3 separate regions of the Mus musculus genome follow, and all the other regions are linked to region 1. The links are chromatin contacts, called in public HiChIP or PLAC-seq maps. All regions are on one chromosome and are shown on one strand. Each heading gives the region's core, a stretch centred on a gene start, on an enhancer-like site or on the middle of the called end of the contact. The rest is flanking DNA. Distances are from core to core; before and after follow the strand shown. Region 1 has its middle 93 kb from the start of Gm20742. Region 2 overlaps Mtcl1 (microtubule crosslinking factor 1). Region 3 has its middle 21 kb from the start of Gm41608.

What was found. HiChIP or PLAC-seq counts read pairs in DNA pulled down with a chosen protein or histone mark.
Region 2: a contact with region 1 is called in an H3K27ac HiChIP or PLAC-seq map of embryonic stem cells, with 5 read pairs. The contact joins two enhancer-like sites. A contact is called at or near these places in 2 of 484 Hi-C or Micro-C datasets (nephron progenitors and uterus), 4 of 115 datasets of contacts at active chromatin or transcription factors (embryonic stem cells, extraembryonic endoderm stem cells and pancreatic cancer cells) and 3 of 9 other capture datasets (adipose tissue, liver and pancreatic islet).
Region 3: an H3K27ac HiChIP or PLAC-seq map of embryonic stem cells shows a contact between it and region 1, with 14 read pairs. The contact joins two enhancer-like sites. A contact is called at or near these places in 2 of 15 datasets of contacts at CTCF or cohesin (the NIH/3T3 cell line and embryonic stem cells), 2 of 484 Hi-C or Micro-C datasets (embryonic stem cells and forebrain), 12 of 115 datasets of contacts at active chromatin or transcription factors (embryonic basal ganglia, embryonic hindbrain, embryonic stem cells and 3 more) and 2 of 9 other capture datasets (embryonic stem cells and embryonic tail).

What each region holds. Positions count from the first base shown.
Region 1 is chr17:66,283,843-66,287,243 of GRCm38.p6, reverse strand. No RefSeq gene overlaps it. Among named protein-coding and RNA genes, the nearest start is that of Gm20742, 93 kb to the right of the region's middle. Within about 2 kb of position 1,758, at least 8 of the 459 cell types and tissues checked have an H3K27ac peak or open chromatin away from gene starts, as enhancers often do. A contact at or near this core is called in embryonic stem cells and pancreatic cancer cells, where this site is marked.
Region 2 is chr17:66,417,882-66,421,611 of GRCm38.p6, reverse strand. The region is part of intron 3 of Mtcl1 (microtubule crosslinking factor 1); the gene reads left to right. Among named protein-coding and RNA genes, the nearest start is that of Mtcl1, 30 kb to the left of the region's middle. Within about 2 kb of position 2,006, at least 37 of the 459 cell types and tissues checked have an H3K27ac peak or open chromatin away from gene starts, as enhancers often do. A contact at or near this core is called in embryonic stem cells and pancreatic cancer cells, where this site is marked.
Region 3 is chr17:66,484,123-66,487,547 of GRCm38.p6, reverse strand. No RefSeq gene overlaps it. Among named protein-coding and RNA genes, the nearest start is that of Gm41608, 21 kb to the left of the region's middle. Within about 2 kb of position 1,622, at least 37 of the 459 cell types and tissues checked have an H3K27ac peak or open chromatin away from gene starts, as enhancers often do. A contact at or near this core is called in embryonic stem cells, where this site is marked.

The DNA.
Region 1 (3,401 bases), core at 509-3,008:
GAGAAACCCTGTCTCAAAAAACCACACACACAAAAAAAGAGTTCTAGATATTATAAATGTTAAATCAAAGGTTACTGCTCATTGGGAATACAGATCATCAAAGTACTGTGTGATAGCCACATGCTACCAGGTCAGCAGGAATCACTAGGACATTTAGAAGTGAACCACAGCTCATGTAGGAGTTAAAACGTGATGAGCCTGACAGTGTAATCAGTAGGAAAAAAAATGGTGTAGGGACAGCTCCCCAGAAAAAAAACCTTAAGGTGGGTGACCTTCACCGTATTTGAATTACAGTAAATTCCGAATGGGTTGGAAATACACGCTGGAAAAGGGGTAGAATCATCCAGGTGTTCAGGGGCACATAGGCAACAGTAGGTAAGGGAAGAACTTTACATATATAAGATTAAATCTCATGTCTGGTAATAAAGAATGTTGCTGGCTCACGAGGGTCTGTAGTTTTAGTTTTAGGGGATTCAAAACCCTCTATTGACCTCCTCAGACACCAGGCATATACATGCTACATGTACATACATGCAGGCCAATACTCACATACACACATAAAAATAATAAATATTTTTTTAAACGAATATTGCTGACTTTCACCAGGTTTCGGGAAGATATCCTGGACCCGTTGGCCTTTCCCGGGCACCAAGAATATCTTTGTCACTCAACGGTGACAAATGACATTGGTCATGCTGCTGAGGTGACTCATGGCGGGGCTTCTCTGCAGTTTACACTAAGCGATGACTCCCAGTGGGAGAAGGTTTCACAGAAACACCAACCTTGTGATTAGAGTTGGAGCTTTGAGTCAGGAGACACCTGCTCCAACCTCAGGGTAGGGAAGGGAAGCTAAGATTTGGTTTAACAAACTCTGGGCATCTGCTTCAGTGCTTTTCAATAAGTGACAGAACTCTACATATTATTCCACACTGATATCCCAGGATGCATCCTGATTCCACTGAAAGAAAGCCCTGGAAACTTTGCATTTAGAGTTCTCCTCCTCAGCCTTCTCTCGGCTGGTTGTGATTTATATCTCTTTTTTTCCTGTAGTAAAAACAAAGTTCCAAAATGACACAGCTCTTCTCGGAGTTCTGTTCACGGTGCTAGTGAGTTGTTGCACCTCAATGGGTTGTGGGAACCCCTGTACCCAAGTCCAGGTGGTTAGAAGTAAGGGTGGCCCCAACACCTTTGAATGGAAGGCTGGTGTCTGTGGTGTGCACTGTGGGTGCCGGAGCCCTTACCGGGAAGTCTATCCAAACTCTAGTCGAGAGCACTGTCAGTGTCCTTCTCTTGGCCTGTGAGGTTTCTGACAAGATTCATGGAAAGTTATACATCTATAACTGATAGAGGAGAAAGCCTACAAGCAGTCATTGGTTGTCTGCTAGTAAGAGACTCCTGGGTGAAGGGTTCATTCTCTGCTCATGTCCCCATAATTTTCTCCATCTTTCTATCCTGCTTCAGGCTCAGGAGCTGGTGATTTATTTATTTTATTGTGTGTGTTTAGCGTGTGCACGTGTATTAGTTAAAACACCACGACCAAGGCAATTTATAGAAGAGAGTGTATTTCGGCTTATGGTTCTGTAGAGATAAGGAGTCCATGATGGCAGAACACAGGCATGGCGGCTGGAGTGGGTCGGACCTTCTAACTGCACCACGGACCAGGAAATAGTCTTTAAAGTCTCCAATCCCCCTACAGTGATGCATCTCCTCCAACAAAGCCACACCTCCAATCATCCCGAAACACCACCACCGTCTGGCGACTAAGCGTTCAAATGCACAAGTTGATGGGAGACATTTCTTATTCAAACCACCAGAGCGACTGTGTGTGAGGCCTGACCTTGGTGTCCGGTGACCTCTGTGATCACTTTATTTATTGAGATAAAGTCTCTCACTGAACCTAGAGCTCACCAACCAGATCACTGTAGTTAAAGAGCTTCCCAAAGCACCCCTTGTCTCTGCCTTTTAAGTTCTGAGATTACTAGGGGCCCGCCGTACCTGCCTGTTTCTTACACGGGTTCTGGGAATCCTTGACAAGTGCTTTATCCGTCTTCTAAGCCCCCTCTGTAGTATATTTTTTAAAGGGCTAATAATTTGTTGACATTAGAGTCTAAGTTTTATGTGTAATCTCCCAAGAAGCTGTGTCTAAAGGCCAATACAAATTGGGACTATTTCTCTTTTAAAAAATCTCAATAATGACGCTATTGCTACACCTGCCCGTGACCAGGAACTGCATCCGATGCCCGTGCCCAACAAAGCTTTCTTTATGATATCTTGGATACATAGAGAGCACACAGCCCAGGGCACCAGGACTCCACTCAAAGGCACATCCCTGTGTGTTAGGAAGACAGACCAGAGGACTTCCAACTAGCCCCTACCTCCTAAAGACTCCTCCATTTCCTCCCATTGCCACGGGGCAGGAACCAGGCTTCGAACACACAGCCTTTAGGGAACACTGGATCAAACTTATCAGTACTCTTCTGAGACATTGACTATGTGAATGAGCCCAGGCCTTCAGATTATATGAAGTATTTACTGGTGAAATTCGCTGTTGACGCAGCCACTGGTACTTAGAGTATTCCAGGACAGCAAGCGCTGCCCAGGAGTTGATGTGATGGACATGGAGGTGCGGGAGGGAGGCAAGGCTGTCACAAAACGCATGCTCTTTATTTTAAAAACACGCACAGGGGCATTCATCTGTTTCCAAAATTCAATCTTCTGTGCTGACAGCATTTTCCCATCCCTAGCTCCCGGTGTAGGATAATGTGTTTGTACCTGGCAAGGACTGCGCAGATAGTAGAGAATGTAGCATAGTGAGGTATGTGCAATGTCTGTGTGATGACTCATAGCTATGAGTTAGATTTAACTTAAGTAGTGCATTCATCCTTTGTTGCCACAATTTGCCGATACTTGCTGAATAGCACATAGACCCTAACTCTGTAACACCGCTCCCGGATAAACATTTGGAGGGGCGGTAAATGTAACGGGGGGTGGGGGGAGGCTGTGACTGTTTTGTGCTGGGTGTTTGCAAAATGCTCTCACAGGCAGCTCACTGACTCCTTGAAGTGACTTTTTTGATGCATTAAGCTTGGCTCGTATTTTAGAGAAGAAAACAATGAAGCAATAGAGTGGGAAAACAGCACTAGCTCTGGGGCCTTTTGCCGTTCCAAGTCTGTGTGTATGGCGTTTGCATATAGAAATATTGGTAATCTAAAGAAAATCAACATCTTTAAAATAGCCAGTGGGTCTTCTCTGGACCAAGAAAATGTGACTCTGGGATAAAATATGCAGTTAAGTAGTACAAAAGAGAAGATAAGCCCCACCCCCACCCCCATGCGTGTGTGTGTGTGTGTGTGTGTGTGTGTGTGTGTGTGTGTGTGCGCACACACACATGACTCAGGGCA
Region 2 (3,730 bases), core at 757-3,256, 130 kb before region 1:
CATGAGAGGGTGGGCGATAGGAGGAATCCATTCTGCATTATCTGCCTAGATAGAACAAGCTTGCTCAGCCTCTGAGCGCATAGTCATTTTGGAAGGGAATTCTTGGAGGTAGGAGCTGTTCCATGGGATGTCAGTAGCCCAGCAGCATCTCTCTCAGTCTCTTCCCATCAGATGCTATGAGTACTGCCAGAGCTCCACGTGGTTTCTGGCTCTTTCCTTTGGAAGGACTTGTTTGACATGGGACTTGGGTGTGGGGACCTGACTGGGGAGGGTGTGACTGGGAGATAACTGAACGGGGCTCATCCTTGCATCTCAGAAACATGGTCTTATTTTCAGGCTCACACCTGGTCTTGTACCTTGTTTCTTCAACTCTCCCTTGGAGTCTGAAGTCTAGTAATTGTGCATTTTCTCAGAGGTGGGCTGGTCTGCATTTTTTTTCTTCTTTAAATCACCTGGATGAGCAGCAGGTAGCAAACCCTCCTCTCACCTCTTGCAGAAAGCCCTGTAAGATACTTTGGATTAATGGAGTGGATACTTGGAGCTTGGATGACACAGTCCTGAGGGATATCTTCCAGCAAGTTGCTTCTTGTAGGTTTCTGAGGTAGCAAAAGAGTGCAAAAAATATCTATGAAGAACTCGGTCCTTTAGCACCCATGCTGTTCAGCTCTGGTTGCGTATCACACCCCCTGGGTATCTTTTAAGACTCCTGATATCTGCAGCACATCCAGGCTGTAACTTAGGGTCCTCTGAGGTTGGACCAGGCATCTCCGGCTTTCATAACTCCTCGGGTAGTTTGTGTTTAGTATTTAGTTGTACATCTCCCTCTCTGTAGTTTAAGTATGTGAGGTGCCGGCTTGGATTCAAGACTGGTAAAATGCGAGTTGTCCCCCAACTGGTACTTTACGAGGCTGAGCCTTCTTTGGGACAGCTTGTTTGGACAAATGACCCCTCGGCATCAAAGTGGAGGCCCAGACATCATAGCTACAACCTGCAATTACTCAGTGAGTTAGTAAGAGCGACCTTGGGTTTTATATTTTTATGACTTCAGCAGTTATAAGAGGACAGTAACACCTTCGGTCCCTCTCCATTAATTACAAATCAGAGGCCAGGTTCTAGGACAGGAAGGTGACCTGGGTCTGAAGTTCAACTGACTTGAATCCTTCCCTCTCTACCATCTTGGTTTCCTCAGACTTGATTCCTTCCCTCTCCGCCATCTTGGTTTCCTTCTGCACACCCATCCCCAACCCCCACCCAGAGTAGTGGGGTCTGCCTAGTGTGGTCCTGCCATTGCAGGTGGGAAGTGACAGTCCTAGAATCTGTTACAAAGTAATCAGTCATGTGTCCCCTCTGACTTCCTTCTTTAAGATATCCTATCCTATCAGAGGCTGGAGAGATGGCTCAGTGGTTAGGAGCACTGATTGCTCTTCCAGAGGTTCTGAGTTCAATTCCCAGCAACCGCATGGTGGTTCACAACCATCTGCAATGGGATCTCTTCTGGTGTGTCTGAAGACAGCAACAGTGTACTCATATGAATAAAATAAATAATTCTTTAAAACAATAAATGACTTCCCATCAGGCCAGATGTGGCTAGCCTGCTCTACATAGTAAATTCCAGGACAGCCAGTAGGGCTATGTAGAGATAGATACACAGACACATTCATTGCCATCCCCACCCCCCTCGATTTTTCTTTTCTTTAACCAAACAGGAAAATCCTGTGTAGCTCTGAATGTCCTGGAACTCAAGTGTAGACCAGGCGGTCTCCAACTCCTCCTGCCTGTCTCTGCCTCCAAACCATCCTGAGAGATTAAAAAAAAAAAAAAAAGTCATCATGCTAGCCTGAGAGACTTGCTCTTTAAAAAATAAGCCATCAGATCAGGACAGCAGAAGGCCTTTTTTTTTTTTTTTTTTTTGCATAGGGAACACTTAAGGCTGGTTGTGTATACAAGGTAGTCTTACTCAGCACATTTCTGCGAATTCCAATGGAGGTGGGAGGACCAGAGTTTCTGCCAGCCAGCTGAAAGTTCCCTGAGCCCCTGGGGTGTGGCTCTCAGTGATCTAAGTGCCTGTCTTTGTCCTCCTGAGGCAACCCAGTGATTTGGGTGGGGCATGCTCACCCAAATCGGTAAGAAATTTGAACCTCGGAGCTAGTAGGATCTAACTCCAGAGCGCGCGCGCGCACACACACACACACACACACACACACACACACACACGACTGTAGGTGACAAAGAGGTCTCAGAGAATTCACTGGCAGTGAATCCAGTGGACCAAGACACTCTAAATAGTCAAAATAACTTCCCTTCACCTAAAGAGAAACTCATTGAAAATTGGGGGTGTTACGTTTGAAGTGTGCTTATATGTCTGCTGGTCTGTGTTAAAGCTGCATGTATTCAAAATAAAAACACAAACATGAAGAATCCCACAGTTGCGCACTGTAAGAACCCATGTCACACAGACAGACCAGGAAGAGCTACTTCCAGGGACAAACCACTTTTCACTGACTTGAGATGAGAAGAAGGCCCGTCATTAAAATCAAACCTGCAAACCGTGAAACCATGACCTGATTTCAGAGACGTTCGTGGGTGAATGTGCACCCTGAAATACTCAGAGCGTGGTATGCGTGCATTGTGGTTCCCTTGTAAAGGCCCTCATATAGTCCATACCCAAATACTTCCTGAGGTAGCAACCCGAGGGCACACAGGACACAGAATATTCCCAGGGCCCATGCTGGACCCATGTCCTCTTTGATAAGACAGTAGAATCCTGGAGCAGGACAGGATGTATCCGAAGTGTAGATAGGGGACAGTGTACGTGGGTGCTCGTGGAAGTTCAGGCATCTGAGTGACATGTTGCAGGGATGACCTGAATGTACTCCTGGGGACGGTGGCTCCAGAGCCACAGGGGAGCAAAGCCTTGTGGAGCCGATTCCCAGCCCTGGCTCAGAAGGGAGTCTGTGTATGCAGGTACAAAGAGCCAGCCTAAAATATCTGTGGGGGGAAAAGCAAGCAGTCACGCTTCTTTCTCAAGGCAGTTACAACCACACTGTCTCCTTGTAAAAGGACCACCATCTCCTCCTGCCTCTTCTGCAGTTTGGAGGCAGGTAGGTGCTTTAGTCATTGTTTATTAAAGAAGTAACTGCAGGGACTGGAGAGATGCTTCCTGGCTAAGAAGACTTGCTATTCTTCCATAGGAGCGAAAATGGATTCCCAGCATCCATATCAGGTGGCTCACAAATGCTTTCACTCTTAATCCAGGGACTCACTACCCTCTTCCGACCTCCTTTGGCTTGTTGTGTTCACCTCTCTCTCTCTCTCTCTCTCTCTCTCTCTCTCTCTCTCTCTCTCTCTCTCTCTGTGTGTGTGTGTGTGTGTGTGTGTGTGTGTGTGTGTGTGTGTGTGTGTGTGTACAAATGAAATAGCTGGGAACTTTAAACTCTAGCTGCAGCTCTTACAACGTGTTCAGCTCTGGACAGCTTGAAGAACTCCTGAGAATGAGAGAATGACCTAGCAGTGGCTTTATTTGCACTTAACAGCCCTGTGAGGCAAGCTGCTTGCTGATTGATTATTTTATCACCCTTATCAGCCAGATACCCTCAGGCCCAGGGAGATTAAGGAGCAGGAATCTTGGATAATTGATTTAGGAAGTCTTAAGGCTGCAGGAACAGGCTGGCTCGGGGCAGGCCCGGTGGCCAGTTCTGTTCTTACCAGTCTTCTGTAGCCTTTCTTCTGC
Region 3 (3,425 bases), core at 373-2,872, 200 kb before region 1:
GCCGTAGTGGCCACTGTGCTAATAAGCCATAATCCCCCCATTCCATGCAAGTCTCTTCTAGATTATAGGAGTTTAGAGTTGATATCGTTCTAGGTCTGTCTTATGATAGTCATGGGCATGCATCAGAGCTGACATCAGTTTTCTACACTGTCAACACTGGTACCTATTGTATGAATACTCTGTCCGTTTGATAATTATGTTGGTGATATGTAGTGTCATTGCAACGGTTATACTGTAACAAAAATAATGATCAAACATCTAGCTGAATAGTAAGGTTAATTAGGTTGTTTAAATATTTAAATGGCGCATACCTTTAATCCCAGCACTTGGAAGGCAGATGCAGGAGAATTTCTGAGTTTGAGGCCAGCCTGGTCTACAAAGTGAGTTCCAGGAGAGCCAGGGCTATACAGAGAAACCCTGTCTCAAACAAAACAAAACAAAACAAACAAAAAAAAAACAAAATAAATAAATAAATAAATGGGATCTTATAATTTGATTTATCATTTAAATAATTAAACGACTGTTTAAATGATGAAATAAGTATAGTTATTATTTATACGAATATATTTTATTAACTTGTGCTGCTTCTTTTCATTCTTTTCCCCATTCTGATAAATAGATGGTGGCACGTCACCCTGCTTTCTGTTGTAGCTGTTGTTGTTTTGTGATGCGGGAGCTTCCTGGAGGTTAAGCAAGCACTATACTACTGAACTGTACTCCCAGCAATCACTGTGGTCTTGGTGCGTTTTCTCCAGTCGCTTGCTTTTGTCTTGTTGATTCGTTGATCTGTCTTTACATATGTTAGGTACTCTTCTGAAGTATTGCCATTGAGCTGTGAACATTAACATGTGATGTGGGACCTGATGTCTGTGCAGATAGAGTCTTGAAAAAGAGGAACCCTTACTTGGTGGCAGCTGGTAGGAGCCGGAAGAGAACAGAAGATGTCAGCACTAAGGTAACATGGGCATAAATTAAGTCTATCCAAAGAAGGACAGGCTCTGAGCTTTATTAAAAACCTACCACATTTAAGGGCTTGCTGAAAATGAACTCCATGGACGTCAGCAGGTTGTCCAGCTGTGCCACCGCTCTGTTTGGTCTCAAATGAATTTACAGAGAAGGGAAATGGACCACTCTTCCTCAGAGCACCCCAGGTTTGTGAGTGGTGCTTCCCCTCTGCCTGCGTGTGCAGCCTCTAGACAACCATCCCAGGACGAGAGTCAAGGACAGAGCAATTTCTCCCTGGGTGGTGCCTGGTCGGCCTCTCTCTAAATTGGGGGAGAGGGGATGGCTGAAAGGCAGATGTCCTGAGTCCTGGCACACCCAACCCAGCACCAGGTCGGCCTGCTCCGGGCCCTCAAATGCTTCTCTGTATTTTGTGTCCTGACATCATTGAGATGATTCGTTGCCATTGGCATTAAACCCATGCTCACATTCCAGGAAAGGTCTGATTTCATAGGGAGAAAGTCTCAATGGAAGCGACACAGGATCCCCCAGCGCCCGCAGTCCTAGATCGGAGACTATCAGGTGCCCTGCCTGCGGGAGCAACAAACTGTGACTTCTTTCGAACACAAGCCTGGCTTTGTTACCGCCGAGGTCACCCCTTGCACTGCCCCAGACTTCCTGCAGAGGGAGCCCACTTGAGCCGGTTTGCCTTTCTCTCTTTGGCTGAAAGGATCCAGGTTGCCTGCGCCCGTCTTAGACATAGGATTTTAAAGTCACCCATGAAACAATTCCCTCAGCACCCTACAGCCTGTTTTAAGGTCCAAGAGCTTGTCCCCTTCAGATCCTTGTAGTTTCTTTTCCTTGTCTGCACCGCTGTGCATCATCACAATACAGTAGTAGTTTTTTTAAGGCAAAAAAAAAACGACATCCTTGCATCTCACTCAGCAGCTGCAGGGAAACAAGGACAGAAACAAGCAGTTTAATAGAATCCAGTGTAAGTTAGCTAGGGCATCTTAACCTCGTGTTCCTAAAACACACTTATGTAATTTTCCACAGGGTTCTCTACCCAGGGCATCCAATTCTGGTTAATTTGAAATAGCCTCAGCAAGAATACAAGACGGAAGAACCTCTGTATTGGCTTGCCCTGTCTTATCCATTGTCAAAGTTTATGATTTTATAACGTTAAGGGTTCATGATTCGCTGAAGAATGATATGGTGGACTCAAATAGTATGCAAGCACAAAGAATGTTTTATTCTGCACAAGTCCAGCATGCTGGGGTCTCCCATCACCAAGATAGACAACCAAGTGAGCTCTCAGTCCTGATTTTAAAGCACATTAGGGGATGACAGGGTTAGGTGATCTTTATCTTGCTCCATCTCTAGGGACATTCCATTACTGGGACGTGGGGGCTGGAAACTCTTTAACCCATTGTCCTTGCCTCAAGCCAGGTGGTGGGGCAGCTTCTGAGACCTGGGACTTGCCTGGACTTGCCTAGTTCGTGGAAACAAGAGATTTAGGCCTGAACTTCCAATTTGAAGAATTATTGTCACATCTTGCTGTTCAACTCTAGGACCCCCTGTCCCAGGGAAGCTTCCTGTGGAACCCTGTGGGATTTCTGACTCCAGTGCATCTTTAGAAGCCCATTTGCACACTACAGACATGTCCCAGTTCTTTACAGAGCACTTGGTGACAAAGTCACTGGGGCACACAGGATAGTGGTTAAGCTTGCAAAGGGGCTGCCTCAGCTACCAAACTGTGCTAACGCGTGATCAGTAGCATGGAATTGAGATGGCATTCCAGAGGCCGGATGGACATGCTGGCCCTTACGGTGCTCATGATGCTGGTGAGAATAACCAGGCTAAAGTGGGACTCATTTCCTCCACACCTAGAACCAAAGTGCATCTGCCTCAGGGATATGAATGGTACAGCTAGTGACCCAGAGCCTCCACAGATAGGGGCCAAGAGACATTCGATGACAGCAGCCAGTTTTCATTTCAGCTGTGACTTGCCACATACTATGAATCTAGGGAATTTACAGAATTATAATCTACGGCTTATAGAAACTTTGCTGCTTCTTGTCTACAAGATGAGTTCAAGGGCAGAGCATGGCTGTTAAAGCTCCTGAGATAATCAATGGCAGAAATATTCTGATTTTTCTCATTAGAAGCCACAAAAGAACAACCCGCTTCCCAGGAGATGAGCTGATGGTAAGATCAACCTGCAGAGTAGCCTGGCTCATGCTGGCCTCCAGTCACCTGAGTTTCCAAGGATTTCATGTTGGACATTCGGGTCTTCCTAGATGACTCAGTGTCTCAGGGATGACAGCATGTGGCTTTGTGGATTGGCACTGTAGTGCCCTGAATTAAGCCCTTCCCCCAGCCTTGAGTTGACTAAACAGACCTCAGAGGGTTTGCAACCATGCTGGAGGGACCACATTTGCATTTCTAATGGAGCCTCCAGGAGGAGTTGACTTCCTGTTGTA